2 separate regions of the Mus musculus genome follow, and region 2 is linked to region 1. A link is a contact called in public promoter capture Hi-C data. All regions are on one chromosome and are shown on one strand. The core of a region is the stretch at or near the end of the contact, and the rest is flanking DNA. Distances in the headings are between cores, read along the strand shown. Region 1 overlaps Osbpl9 (oxysterol binding protein-like 9). Region 2 overlaps Calr4 (calreticulin 4).

Region 1 (6,289 bases), core at 2,305-4,804:
AACCATTACAACTGGGTGGAGGGGAAGCCTTCCTTACATTACTTGACTCCTGGTTACCAAGGTAATTTTTAGATATAACTTACATTTTGTGCTTTAGGTGAAATAACTAACAGTTTCCTGCACATCCTAGGTTCTTTCTTCTGTCTGTTTCTAGGCTGTATGTTGCTACCTTTTGTTTATTGCTTTTACAATTTTATATCATCCATTATCTTCTTCAGGGCTTCAGCTTACTGTTCTTTTTCTTTTCTAGAAGGAATGTTACACTTAATGAGTGCTTGTGTCTTTTTCTTGACCGTATATTCCCTAAGAAAAACCACATGTGGCTTACAGCATTAGTCATCAGCCTTCTATTTTCTGTCTTTAAAATCTGTCAAGTTGACTTACCTGTGAAGTACTACTGTGTGGACCTTGGGATTACAGAAGTGGATTCTGGTTCCCAAGGCTTCAGATCTAGAAAGGAAATTGAATAGCTACCATCAGATTACCTGCTCCATCTTGTTACTGAGGACGTGGGCAGGGCCAGCGCCTGTCCTGACCACACAGGCGGTCGGTCTGTCAGGATTCAGAGCATGCTCGGTCCTTAGTGCTGTTTACTCAGTCCCACTGCATCACCCCTCAGAGGACTTTCTGACTACAAGGTCAGTGTCCTCAGGCTGCAGGCTCTTTTCAAAAGTATGGTATTTGTAGGTTTCGAGGAGCTGGGGGAGAGGAAGCTGTAATCAGAATATGTTGTATAAAAAATTATATTTTCAATAAAAAAAGAAAAATTCTAGTGGAAGATCTGGGTGTTCAGTAGGCCCTTGTAAAATGGGTTCAGTGCCAGTCTATCTCACACTTTTTTCTTTCTTAATTTCTTTTTCTGGTTTCTTTTCTTTTAGACATGGTTTCACTTCATAGCTCAGGCTATCCTTGAACTTTCAGCTGTCCTCCTGCCTCAGCCTTCCAAGTGCTGGGATTCTAGGCCTGAGCTTACTTTATAACTATTTCAATGCCATAATGATGAAATGAAAAAGAATAAGTCTGTGTATAACAGACTTTATAGTGCTCTGAAATTTTTCCAATGTCTTATTAATGGTGAATCCATAGTGTTAGTATTGTTTATTTAGAATTATGAGAAAAGACCTTTTAGGGGATTCTTGGGATACACAGAAGTTTCTGGTAAGAAACTAAGAGCTACCAGGTGGATAAGAGAAGCTAATTTGAAATCATGTAGCTGTGGAAATATGCCTTCCAGAAAATACAGTGGAGAAAAAAGTTCAGCACTATGCTCAGTTAGTTTTATGAGTGTTTAAAAAATGTATTGTCTTGACTCCAGATGAATTGATAGTTGAATATTAAATCTATAGGGTTAAAAATACATAGAAATCCTTACCTTCAATACTCCTCAATAGCTCCGAGTCGTGAGCTGTAGCTGAAGCAGATGGACCATGAGGGCTATAAATGTTTCAGGGTGCGCAGTTAGCCAAGGATAGCATTAGTGCTCTTCACATAGAGTCATGGGCGTGAGAAAATTACTAAGTTGTTTCTTTGTATACTTTTTTGTTTATATAAGCTTTTAAGTCATCTAATAGGAAGGCAAAATAGTGTCATTTCTCTAAGAGCTTAATATGCTAGCTTAGTTTTCTAAGAAACAGAAAGGCCAGGAATTTTGGCATACTGTTTGTTTTTAACTTGTCACTTGCTCACGTCCTTATTTCCCCTGTGTAGTTACAGGTTTCCTCTTAGTCCTTTGCTTGATTATTGATACCACACTTGCAGCATGGTAACTTTCTACTCTCTCTCTTCTTACCTTTATGGAAGATCAGTACCACACTTGCTTTTTTCCAGTCTTCTGGTATCTCTCCAGTTCTTGAATTTTCAAAAATAATTGTAAGTGATTAAATCGTAAGTATTCCCTCTGCTTCTTTGATTGGGTGAGAGGTCATCGCAAATGTGTCATGCTCCAGTTATTAACATAGACTTTGCAGGTGCCTTTATGTTAATTAAATTGCATTTGCATAAAATTTCATTAATTTTAAGGTATTTGTTTTGCTAATTAAAATGCCAATATTCTTACTTACTTTTATTAGGTGGGTTTTTCTTTGTTAAAATTTTAACCTGTTTTTCCCCTTTGTAGTTTTACTACTAATGATGTTCTCTATTATTTTAAACTTTCTAGGAAGACTTATATGAACAATTTATTTCAAATACATACATATATAGATAGATAGATATGTATTTGAAACATTTTTTTAAAAGATTTACTTATTTTATGTATGTGAGTAAACTGTCGCTCTCTTCAAACACACCAGAAGAGGGCATTGGATGCCATTACAGATGGTTGTGAGCCACCATGTGGTTGCTGGGAATTGAACTCAGGACCTTGGAAGAGCAGCCAGTGCTCTTAACCACTGAGCCATCTCTCCAGCCCTAAACAAATTGTTTTGAGGAAGGAACTAATGTAGCTCAGGCTAGCTTTGAACTTGTGAACCTCCTGCCTCCACCTAACAGATGCTGGGATTCTAGGCTTCCCTTTCTTTTGTGGGGAGAACATATTTTTTATTGTATACTATTTTGTACTGTTTAAAAAAAATACTGCATATAGCAAACTGTCTGTCATTGTTTTGAGTTTGTGTTACTACTCGGTCTTCCTTTTAGTCCTCTCTCAGTTCCAGCTACCCAGAAGCTCCTTTCGTTCTTTCCTTGTTTGTTTGTTTTTCGAGACACGGTTTCTCTGTGAAGCCCTGCCTGTCCTGGAACTCAGTCTGTAGACAAGGCTGGCTTCAAACCAGAGATCCACCTGTCTCTGCCTCCTAAATGCTGGGATTAAACTGGAATTAAAGGCTACCCATAAGTTTCTTAATTATTGATTCTGGGAAGAAGACCTTAAGTCACCTTTGGTCACTTTGACCCTTGCTATTAGTCTGTCACTGTCAGCAGGAGTTATTTTAAAAGCTTCTACTGCCTGCTTCAAAAGTCTTACTAGGAAAGTAGCCAAAGCAAGTTATGATTTGCATGTACCTTGGGATTTAAGGGCACCCCTTACAGTGTTCTTTTTAATGGGAGTGGAACATTTTGTTCTCTGTTTCATGTCCCACCTAGAATCATTAATAGGAAATTGATTTAATTTGCCAACATGTTAGCTTTTAGGTGTCTTCTAAGAATATTAAGCTAGTCCTGTATTTTACAAATTAGAAAATACTGATTCAATTTTCTTATTATATCATAAACCATTTTGTATTTGTTTCTCTGTAACTGCTTTTAAACTTTTTAAAAATGTGTTTTAGTGTTTTGAGAGAGTCTTGACTGCCCAGAATTCTTAATCTTCCCTCTACGTGCTAGGATTATGAGTGTTTAGTTAAAACATAAAGTGAATTCCTGTACACACTGACATGTAATGAACTGTAATGAACATCAGCATAGTGAGCCAGAGAGCAGAGGCCCTGACTACCGCACTGCAGTATGGTCACTTCAGTTACTGCTGAAGGACCTGACAAGAGAAGAAAGGAAAGGGGGGAGAGAATGGAAGTACAGAGATTGCAGGCACATGGGTAGCAGCAGCTGACAGCTGGTACAACTGGTGCCACATGCATGCAGCTGGCACTGAGACAGCCCTGGAGGGTGCTAGTGAGTGAATGGCACAGTTCCTGTCTTCTCTGTCTTTCTTCAGAGAAGTCAGACAGTAACGTGTACAGTGTTAGATAGGGCAAGTGCAGAGTACTACCGAATGCATCTATGTGACTCCTACACTGCTCTCTAGAAGGGTGAAATCAGTTTTTCAGAGTCTGCCCTGTTTCCTTTCCTTTCAAAGGAAGATAGACCATACTCTGCTTGGGAACAATGTATATTCTTAGTCTTGTTTAAAAAGAAGTCTCTAGGACCAGCAGGATGGCCACTGATGCAAAACCTGATGATCTGATTTAAATTCCCAGAATCTACATGAAGGAGAACAAAACTGACTCCCGGAGGCTGCTTTCTGACCACACACGTGTAGTGGGGTGTGTGTGTGTGTACATATAAATGCTCAATAAATACAAGTTTTTTTAAAAAATTTACTAACAAAGGACCAGTATGAATAAGTCTAATGCCTCACTGTTCTAATGTTGGCTAGAAAGAAGAACAGGTATATAGTGCAGTTTTTAGTGTCTGTGTGTGCATGTGCACATAAACTTGCTGATTCATATGCATACAGTGCCTGGGGAGGCCAGAAAAGGGCACAGAATCACCAGGAACTGAAGTTTGTGGGGAGCAGCTGGCACTCTGAGCCACTGAGCCATCTCTTCAACTTTTTTTTTTTTAAATAAAAATTCAGCAGGTTTTATCTCTTGCCATTCATGAGATACTCAAGGAGAGACAAGATGACTCAGAGACTGGGAAGATAGAGTCAGTGACTGAGAGTGAAACTAGTGGTAATTTTAGTGCATTCTTAGTCAATTTAAGAACAGTGTTATTACTGTCACCTGTTCATGCTATTGATGAATTTGTAAACATTATTCCATTGGTGGTAGATGAGTTGACTGTAGAGGGCCTTTAAAGCACATCTGCAAACTTTTGGATTGATGTGCAGGGGAAGTCAGGCCAGTTCTGTGATTTTAGGCTGATGAATTCCATTATAAACCTCCTATAAGCATTCCAAAAAGAAAACTGCATCAGTGAGATGTGTGTGGTGAGGTTGTGAAGCTCAGTTGGTTCTGCTGGGAAAGGGAAGTCGTGGAAGGGTATCGGGGGCTGGGAGGACAGTGCATGGGACTCAGCTGGGAAACAACTAAGGGTGGTTTCTGAAGAACTGAGGGAGGGTTCAGACTTGAAGTTTAAATATTGTTTCTCTTCTGTAGCAGAATTTTATTGATTTGTTTAAAAGATTCTGTTAATTAATTGTTGACAGAATTCTAAGAACTCTAAATGAATTTAGAAGAGGAAATTTTTTTAAAGACCACTTTTCCTCCTCTTGTGGCAGATTCTTCAGTTTACTCTTGATTGTGCAGTTGTTCTTTCAAACTGCTGAGTAAGAATCGTGTATTTACCTGATGCTAACTGGGTCCTGATTGTTACATTATTGCTAATTACGCCATTATATTCTTGAAACAAAACAAAACCCAAGCCAGGCCTCCTCCTCATTCTCAGGTGTATAAGTTAGCAGGAGCTCATCCTCCTGTGAAGGGTGATGTGTGAACGCCACTCTGCTCAGCAAACAGTTGTAGTTCTCTGGATAGCTTTAAAAATGGAAGCGTTTAGCCTGGTGGAGGTGGTCCAAGATGTTTAATCCCAGCATTTGGGAGGCGGTTGCAGGCAGGTCTCCTGTGAGTTCGAGGCCAGCCTGGTCTACATAGCTAGTTTCAGGGCAGTCAGGATTGCATAGTGAGACCTTGGCTTAAAACAAACAAAACCTAAAAGAATGGTTTTTACCATGAATTTTTTTATCTGGATTATGAATACATTGATTATAATTTTTCTCAAATGTTTTATATATATGTAAATTATTAGGAAGGGATTTTTATTTTTTTCAGGCAGTTTCTTTATTTGCATATAAAAAGCAAGCAAGGCAAGATTTATCAGCTTTAAATTTGAAAAAGAAAACAATTACAAGATAAATTGGCTTTTCTTACCATAACAGATGTAATTTTTAAAATTTTTTACATTTTGTGTCAGAATTTTAATTTTAGTTGAGGAGGACAGCAGTAAATAGTAACAGTGTGCTAGTGTTTTAGTAGATGGAGTGGCTGCTGCTGCTGCAAGAGGAGGAGGAGGAGGAAGAAGAGGAGGAAGAGGAGGTGGTGGTGGTGGTGGTAGTGGTGAAGGTGGTGGTAAGGAGACAGGCTCTGAGCTGAATTAGAACTAGGAAGCAGATTTGCCAGTCCTCAGTTGCCTGGGATTGTGAAATTGGGTTGTGTCCTGCTTTAACAATAATGAAGGTGTTCCGTGTGCCCAGACGGAATGTGGGATGATACCAAAGAAGCGTCTGTGTCAGCTCACTGGATGGTGAATATAAACATAAGCAGTTTGTGTTGGCCAAAGGCAGGGGAGACGGCCACAGCTGAGTTTGTTGAGACACACCCTCCATCGCTCCTTTAGTACAGTTTTGTGGTCGGGGGAGAGAAGTCTGCTGCTGGTAGGACAGCTGCGTGTGCCGGTAGACACCGAACACAGGCTGGCAAGGAGGAGTTCTTCATGGGCTTCATCTTTTACAACTAAGATTTGTTGTTTGGTCAGAGATGATTAAAAACTCAAAATTTCTTTTGATGGGAATCAAAACAGGAGGCTTAAGGTCTTTTGGGAACTTATAGATATACAAAAAGCAGGATATGCCATT
Region 2 (6,274 bases), core at 1,219-3,718, 150 kb before region 1:
GGCAGAGACTCCGTCTTGGGAAACTTTACTACTCTGTATAAGGCCAGGTCAGTTAGGAAAGGGAATTCTAGGAAGAGTTAGCCCCGAACAAAACAAATACCGCATTGTTAAGGTCCTAGCTTTAGGTATCTTTGGACAACCTTAGTTTTTACTTTACTCACTAGAAGTAATCAAATTAAGATAATGAGACCTCTGAGACCCAGCCCTTACTTAGTTCTTCCAGTACTAGGGTCCTGTGCACGTTAGATACACACTCTGTCACTCATCCACAGCCCTCAGAGCAAGTTTGTTTCGTGTCTGTCCCCTTTCTCACTGATCGCAGAAAGTATCGAGTGCTCTTTAATGCTGAGGGGACCATTGCATGCTCTCCCAACTCCTTCAATGGAAGAAAAACCGGTTTGTGCCACAAAATTAGCTGCATAAAGCTCGTCTCTTCACCCTGGGTCTGAGCTGCTATTTCAAAAGTGATGTCCCAATGTGCTTGGTATCAAGCAGTGCCAGAGAGATCTTAGTCAGCTCATGTACGATATCTTAAAACTTGATACTATTTTGAAACTGCCTTTTGTGGGTTGGTGTGCCTTGGCTACCACCCCAACCCCCCATACCCCTCCCCCAGGCTATGAAAACTCTCTACAGTCTGTGGGCTGTCAGGTGCTAATCTTTCCAAATTTCTTTCCACACCCAACCGCCACTTAAAATTGTTTTTTTAAATATTTATTAATTCGTATGTATATATACTGCATGTGTGTAGAAGAAGACAATTTACAAGAGTTGGTTCTTTCTACCATGTGAAATTCAGAGATGAAACTCAAGTTTTAATAGTTAGCTTTTTTACCCAATGTACTATCTCCTAATCTAGAATATTCTAAAAATCCAAGACCCACCACTAGGAGCTGAGCAGTTTTTGCATGCGTGCAATTCCAGCACTCAAAGGCTGAGGTATGAGGAAGTTAAAAGCCAGTCTATGTTTCAAAGTAAACTCTCTGCCAATCAGGGCAACAGGGCAAGACTGTGGGAACCTGTCTCAAATGACGATGAAGGTGCTCATGTATACATGTATACAAATGCCAAAGAATATATAAAAGATATTCTTTTAAAAATTAAACATTTAGTTTTTCTAAGAAACAAAACAAGCTGACTATGTCCCAGCTTCCAGGGAGGAAGGGAGAACTTCCTGCCACTCTCACTGATCTGATGACTCCACTTCCTGTTATCCAGGCTCCTAGTTCTTTAACTGCAAATCTGTTCTACATTTTCTTGTATTCTTCAATACCTGGCTCAAAGGTCTTTATGAAGGTGTCTCTGAAACCTGCAGGCATAGGCAGAGTGAGTTGGTGGTTTGGTTTTGTGTTTGGTTGGTTGTTTTTTGAGATAGGGTCTAGTCCAGGTTGGCCTTGCGGTCACTATGTAGTTGAGGATAGGAGTTCACACTTTCCAATGGATATTTAGTGAGTACCTTGATTTGTGTTGGTAACCCTGTCGTTTACTGGTTCCTTAAATGTTGGATTAAAACAAAAACAAAACAAAAGGATATAAGGACATTTCTTCCATGTGACAGGTTACTTTCTGTCTGTATTTCGTACTAATAGATATTCATTCAAATCGCCTGGTGCAGTAGAAGGCTAAGCTTTTCAGCCAGATGAACCTGAGATCAGATCCTGGCCCGCCCCTTACTGACTGACCCTGAACAAGTTTCTGTGTCTGCAACATGAAGATAGCAATGATCTCTGCAGTGACCTCTGTAAGACTGAATAGATGCATTGTAGGCACACTGCGAATTTGTGGGAAAATGCTTTCTAATCTATAAAGAACTACAAGAACTCAAGAGATAATGATGCTGTGAGCCGGTGGAACAAAAAAGATAGAAATAAGACAAGCAAACTTGCAAACAAGTAACAATTGTTTAAACATAAGGCAAGAGCAGCAGGCAAACAAGGTGACTTTCATGAAGTATTTTTCCAAACGTCCAAAGGATGTTCTGCTTTTGGCTTTAGGTGCTCAATACATTTAAAAAAAAAAAAAAAAAAGGAAACATTGGGTTCAACTGTTAGCACTGCTCCATAAATACTAAGAATTGCATATATTTAAACAAAAGAAAAACCCCAGTTGAAAGTAAGAACCAAGTTTATATAGAAGCTTATTTACCAACAATTAATTTCATAAACACCATGATAATGATAGTAGTTTTAACTACTACATTTTTTTTACAAGTATTTACTTTGGGCATGTTACAGGCATTGCCTCATTCAGTCCCAAGGGCCATTTCATGAGATAAAATTATCATTCCCTTTCTACCAATGAGCAAATAGAGCAGGGAAGGGGAGTAGAACTATAAATCCAAAGTTTATCTAAAAAGAATGAGTCGTTTTACTTCCCATAATTTGCTAAGCGAGGGCCCATTTCCCTCTCTAAGCACCGTCTCTGACTTCGGCCACACCCAGTGTCTGTGCAGTTACAGTTCATCCTTCTGATCCAAGTGGGCTTCCTTCTGGTCCAGAGACGCCCTCGCTGCACTGCCTTCCTGCTTGAGCCTTTCCTCTGCTTCCTCCTCGTCGTCCTCTTCAGCGTCCTCCTCATCCTCCTCATCTAGTCCCCAGACGTCCTCTTGCCTGGCTCTCTCCTTTTCCCTCTTCTTCTTGGTCTCCTCCGCCTCCTTCTGTTTCTCCATTTCCTCATACAGCTCTCTCCACTGCTGCTCCACATCCTGTTTAAAATGTGGGGTTTCAAAGTTTCACAGATGAAGTAAACAGATAGCCCATTTTAGAAACATCTGTTGTCTTCCCATTGACTTCAAGGTTTCTAGGATGGTGTTTATTTACATCTAGATTTCAGCGCCTGTGGGGTAGTCGTCTGGGTGTTGATGTATTTCATTTGTAAATAAAATTGATCTAAAGCTAGGCATACACATAATCCTAGCACCTGAGAGGTGGAGGCAGGGTCAGGAGTTCAAGGTTATCCTCTGCTAGACAAGGATGTTAGGGGTTACCTAAGACCTTGTCTCAAAATGAAATATAAACTAAAATAAAATAATTTTAAAAATATAAAGTGGACTGGCAAGTTGAGTAAAGGTGACAGTGCTTGACACCAAGCCCATAGCCCTGAGTTTGCTCCCTGGACTCACAGCGGAAGGAAAGAACCAACGGCACAAGTCGTCCTCTGACCTCCAATACTGTGGCATGTGCGTGCACTCAGACCTGATAATATGTAACATTATACTAAGTAGCATAAGTGTAATAAAAAATTTAAAATACTAAAATAAACTAATTCCTCCTCTTGCATTAGATACCTATGTCATTACCCACCTTAGGCTAAACAATATTTGTGTGTTATTTGTATTCCTCACAATGATGCATAAGGTCATGTAGCCCACCTTCGATAAGGGCTATCTAATGTTTGGGATTCTTTCTAATTCATTCATTTGCTTGCTTATTTTGTTCTTGAGACTGGGTCTTGCTATATAATCCAGAAATGGCTTTGAATGCTTTCTTTTTTTCTTTTAATTTTTTTGAGACAAGGTCTCTCTATGAAGCGCCAGCTGTCCTGGAACTCACTATGTAGACCAGGCTGGGCTCAAACTCTCAGAGACCCACCTGAGAGTGCTGGGATCTAAGATGCACACCACTGTGTCCAAACCTTGAATTCTTTCTTAACCCTTCTGCCTCTGCCTCCTCCACCCTGTGGGACTGCAGTGGTGGACATGCCGTCACACCCAGCTCATATGGATGGTCTACATTTTGTTTAAAAGATAGTGCTATCATTATTCCCAATTGAAAGGTTAAATAAACAGACAAAGTGCATATAGCTAGTTAGGGATGGAGCCTGGATTTGAACCTAAGCAGTCTACATAAAAACATTCGTGTTCTAACTAATAAATAACAATAACACAACAGTATTAGAGGGCTGGGGAGTGGCTCAGCAATCCGCACATGTCTAGCATGAACAAAGCTCTATGTTAGTTTTCTAGTATCACAAAATAAAGATGATAATGCTAAAGTAAAACAAGACAAAACTAGACTAAAACGTATTTTTAAAGCTAGGCACTGAGTCAGCAAAATAGCCCAGAGGATAAAGGCAAATGTTCCAAGCCTAGCACTTTCAGTTAGATCCGCTGGGAGTCAGGACTGGTGCCCAACAGACCTGTAATCTCAACTACATAGTAGGCTGAAGACAAAGAACACATATTCAAGGCCAGCCTTGGCTACAGAGTGAGTTGAAAGCCAGTCTGGGTAACTTTGTGAAACCTTGTCTTAAAATAAAAAGAGTTCTAGCATACAGCTCAGTGGTAGAGCACTTGCCTAGCATATGTGTCCCTAGAAACACAGATGCCTTCTATGTGGGCTCTGGTCTGACCCCCAAGCCTGCACAGCAAATACTTCATCAATGGAGCCATTTCTGCAGCTCAGGGCAGGGAGGGTCAAGGTTGTGGTTTTGTTTTTACTCTCTGTGTCTGTGCTTTGCTGGTTCCTCAGTTTCCTGCTGAACTTTAGACACTGGCTATAAACCTACTTGAATTGACCTTCCTGCAGGGACAGGACATCTGGATGCAGGATGCCTTCCCCATGAAGCCGTTGCCCCAAATATCACTGCACACATAAAATGGTTGTGGGAAGGGAGGAGCTGGTAAACAGCACTGCAGCTTCCTCTGATGTCCAAAGGCTGAGGTGGGCTGAGTGGCTCCCTCTAATGGCACACTGAGGAGACAGTGTGGCACACAAAAGGAGCATGGATGCTGGGTTCAGGCTCCAAAGCAACAAGTCAGAGGCTGTGTGTGACCTTGGGCAGTTTAGCTACTGAATCTCAGTTCCCATCGAGAAATGGAAAGCATCTCTATTGCAAGGTCGAGTTAAGGGCCAAGTGAGATGCATTTTACAAAGTGCCCAGGGTAACACATACAAAGTTGAAGAAGATGTTCCGTGAAAGTGAGTTCTCTGTCTCTAAAGCCCAAGTGATCAGAATTGGAACAATCATTGTGAGTCTTGATTTTGCAAATGGAAGAATCAGACATCTGAAGTTCAGAGTGAAGGAACATCTCACCTTTCTTAATCCCCAGGTCATATTTCCAACCTCTTCAGCAAACTCTTCATCATTTGTTAGAAGGAAATTGTCAAAGATGCTGCCTGATTTCACCTGTTGAAATGAAAAGTGTGAGATTATTCTAGCTAGGTTGCTAGTGGGGTAGAGAGATGGCTCGGTGGGTAAGAGTAATTGTGGCATAAGTGTGAGGACCTGAGTTGGGAACCCTAGCACTGGTGGAAATGCGTGTGGCCACGAGTGTGCCTTATAAACCTTGATGCTGTCGGGGCCAGACACAGGAGGATCACTGGGGCTTGCTGGCTGCCGGACTAGTTCCAGGTTCAGTGAGAGGCCCTGTCTCAAGAGAACAAGGCAGAAAGTGATAAAAGAGGGCACTTGATGTTCTCCTCTGGCCATGGGTGTATGCACATACACCCATCAATCACACACACACACACACACACACACACACACACACAGACACACACACTCACCAAAAGGCTTTGCCTTATTTATTTGTATATTTGTGTGCCTGTTTATATTCACCACATGTGTTAGGGAGTCAGAGATGGGAGAGAGTATTGAATCCTCTAAAACTAGAGTTACAAAATACTGTACCATATGGGTACTATTAACAGGACCAGGGTCCTCTGCAAGAGCAGCAAGTGTTGATAACTGCTGAGTCCCCTCTCCATCTCCTTTCTCTATCTTCTTTAAGAATGCTATGAAGTCATGTATAGTAATGTATGCTTATAATCCCAGCATATGGGGGATATCAGGTACCAGAGGCTAACTAAAAACTATGTAATAGTACATTAAACTTTGTCTCAAAAAAACTAAATGAAACAAAATTGTACTATTTGTGTCTAAAAGGTTAAATCTATGCTTTACAATAGTTTATTTCATGACAAAGGAATACAATAGAAGGGAGCTCAAGACAGGAACTTGAACAAACCAGCTCAGCTACATTCTAGTTTTACGATAGTAGGCAAGTTACTCAACCCTCTGAGTTACTCTCACAAGTAAATCAAGGAAGTCAGGTATGATGGTTCATGCCTGTGACCCCAGGATTGGGAGGTGTGGATGAAAGCAGAAGGACAAGGAGATCAGGGTCCTCTTCAACTACACAGAGAGCTTGATATCAACCAGGCTACCTAAGACCCTGCCTATAAAGACGATGATGATGATGATGAGGGGTATGGTACATATTCCTTTGATACCAACACTCAGGAGGCAGAGGCAGGTGGCAAGTGGAACTCTG

The links. Capture Hi-C pulls out chosen DNA fragments and counts their contacts.
Region 2: a contact with region 1 is called in a promoter capture Hi-C map of adipose tissue. The contact joins two enhancer-like sites. A contact is called at or near these places in 2 of 484 Hi-C or Micro-C datasets (the G1E-ER4 cell line and nephron progenitors) and 3 of 9 other capture datasets (adipose tissue, liver and pancreatic islet).

What each region holds. Positions count from the first base shown.
Region 1 is chr4:109,103,461-109,109,749 of GRCm38.p6, reverse strand. All of the region lies in intron 4 of Osbpl9 (oxysterol binding protein-like 9), which reads left to right. Among named protein-coding and RNA genes, the nearest start is that of Gm52703, 27 kb to the left of the region's middle. Within about 2 kb of position 3,554, at least 64 of the 459 cell types and tissues checked have an H3K27ac peak or open chromatin away from gene starts, as enhancers often do. A contact at or near this core is called in the G1E-ER4 cell line and adipose tissue, where this site is marked.
Region 2 is chr4:109,250,180-109,256,453 of GRCm38.p6, reverse strand. Calr4 (calreticulin 4) reads right to left here. Exons shown (of 8, transcript NM_001033226.4): 7 at 5,035-5,127; 8 at 1,877-2,704. The coding sequence ends at 2,453. All of the region lies in intron 2 of Gm40225 (a long non-coding RNA gene), which reads left to right. Among named protein-coding and RNA genes, the nearest start is that of Calr4, 18 kb to the right of the region's middle. Within about 2 kb of position 2,468, at least 31 of the 459 cell types and tissues checked have an H3K27ac peak or open chromatin away from gene starts, as enhancers often do. A contact at or near this core is called in the G1E-ER4 cell line and adipose tissue, where this site is marked.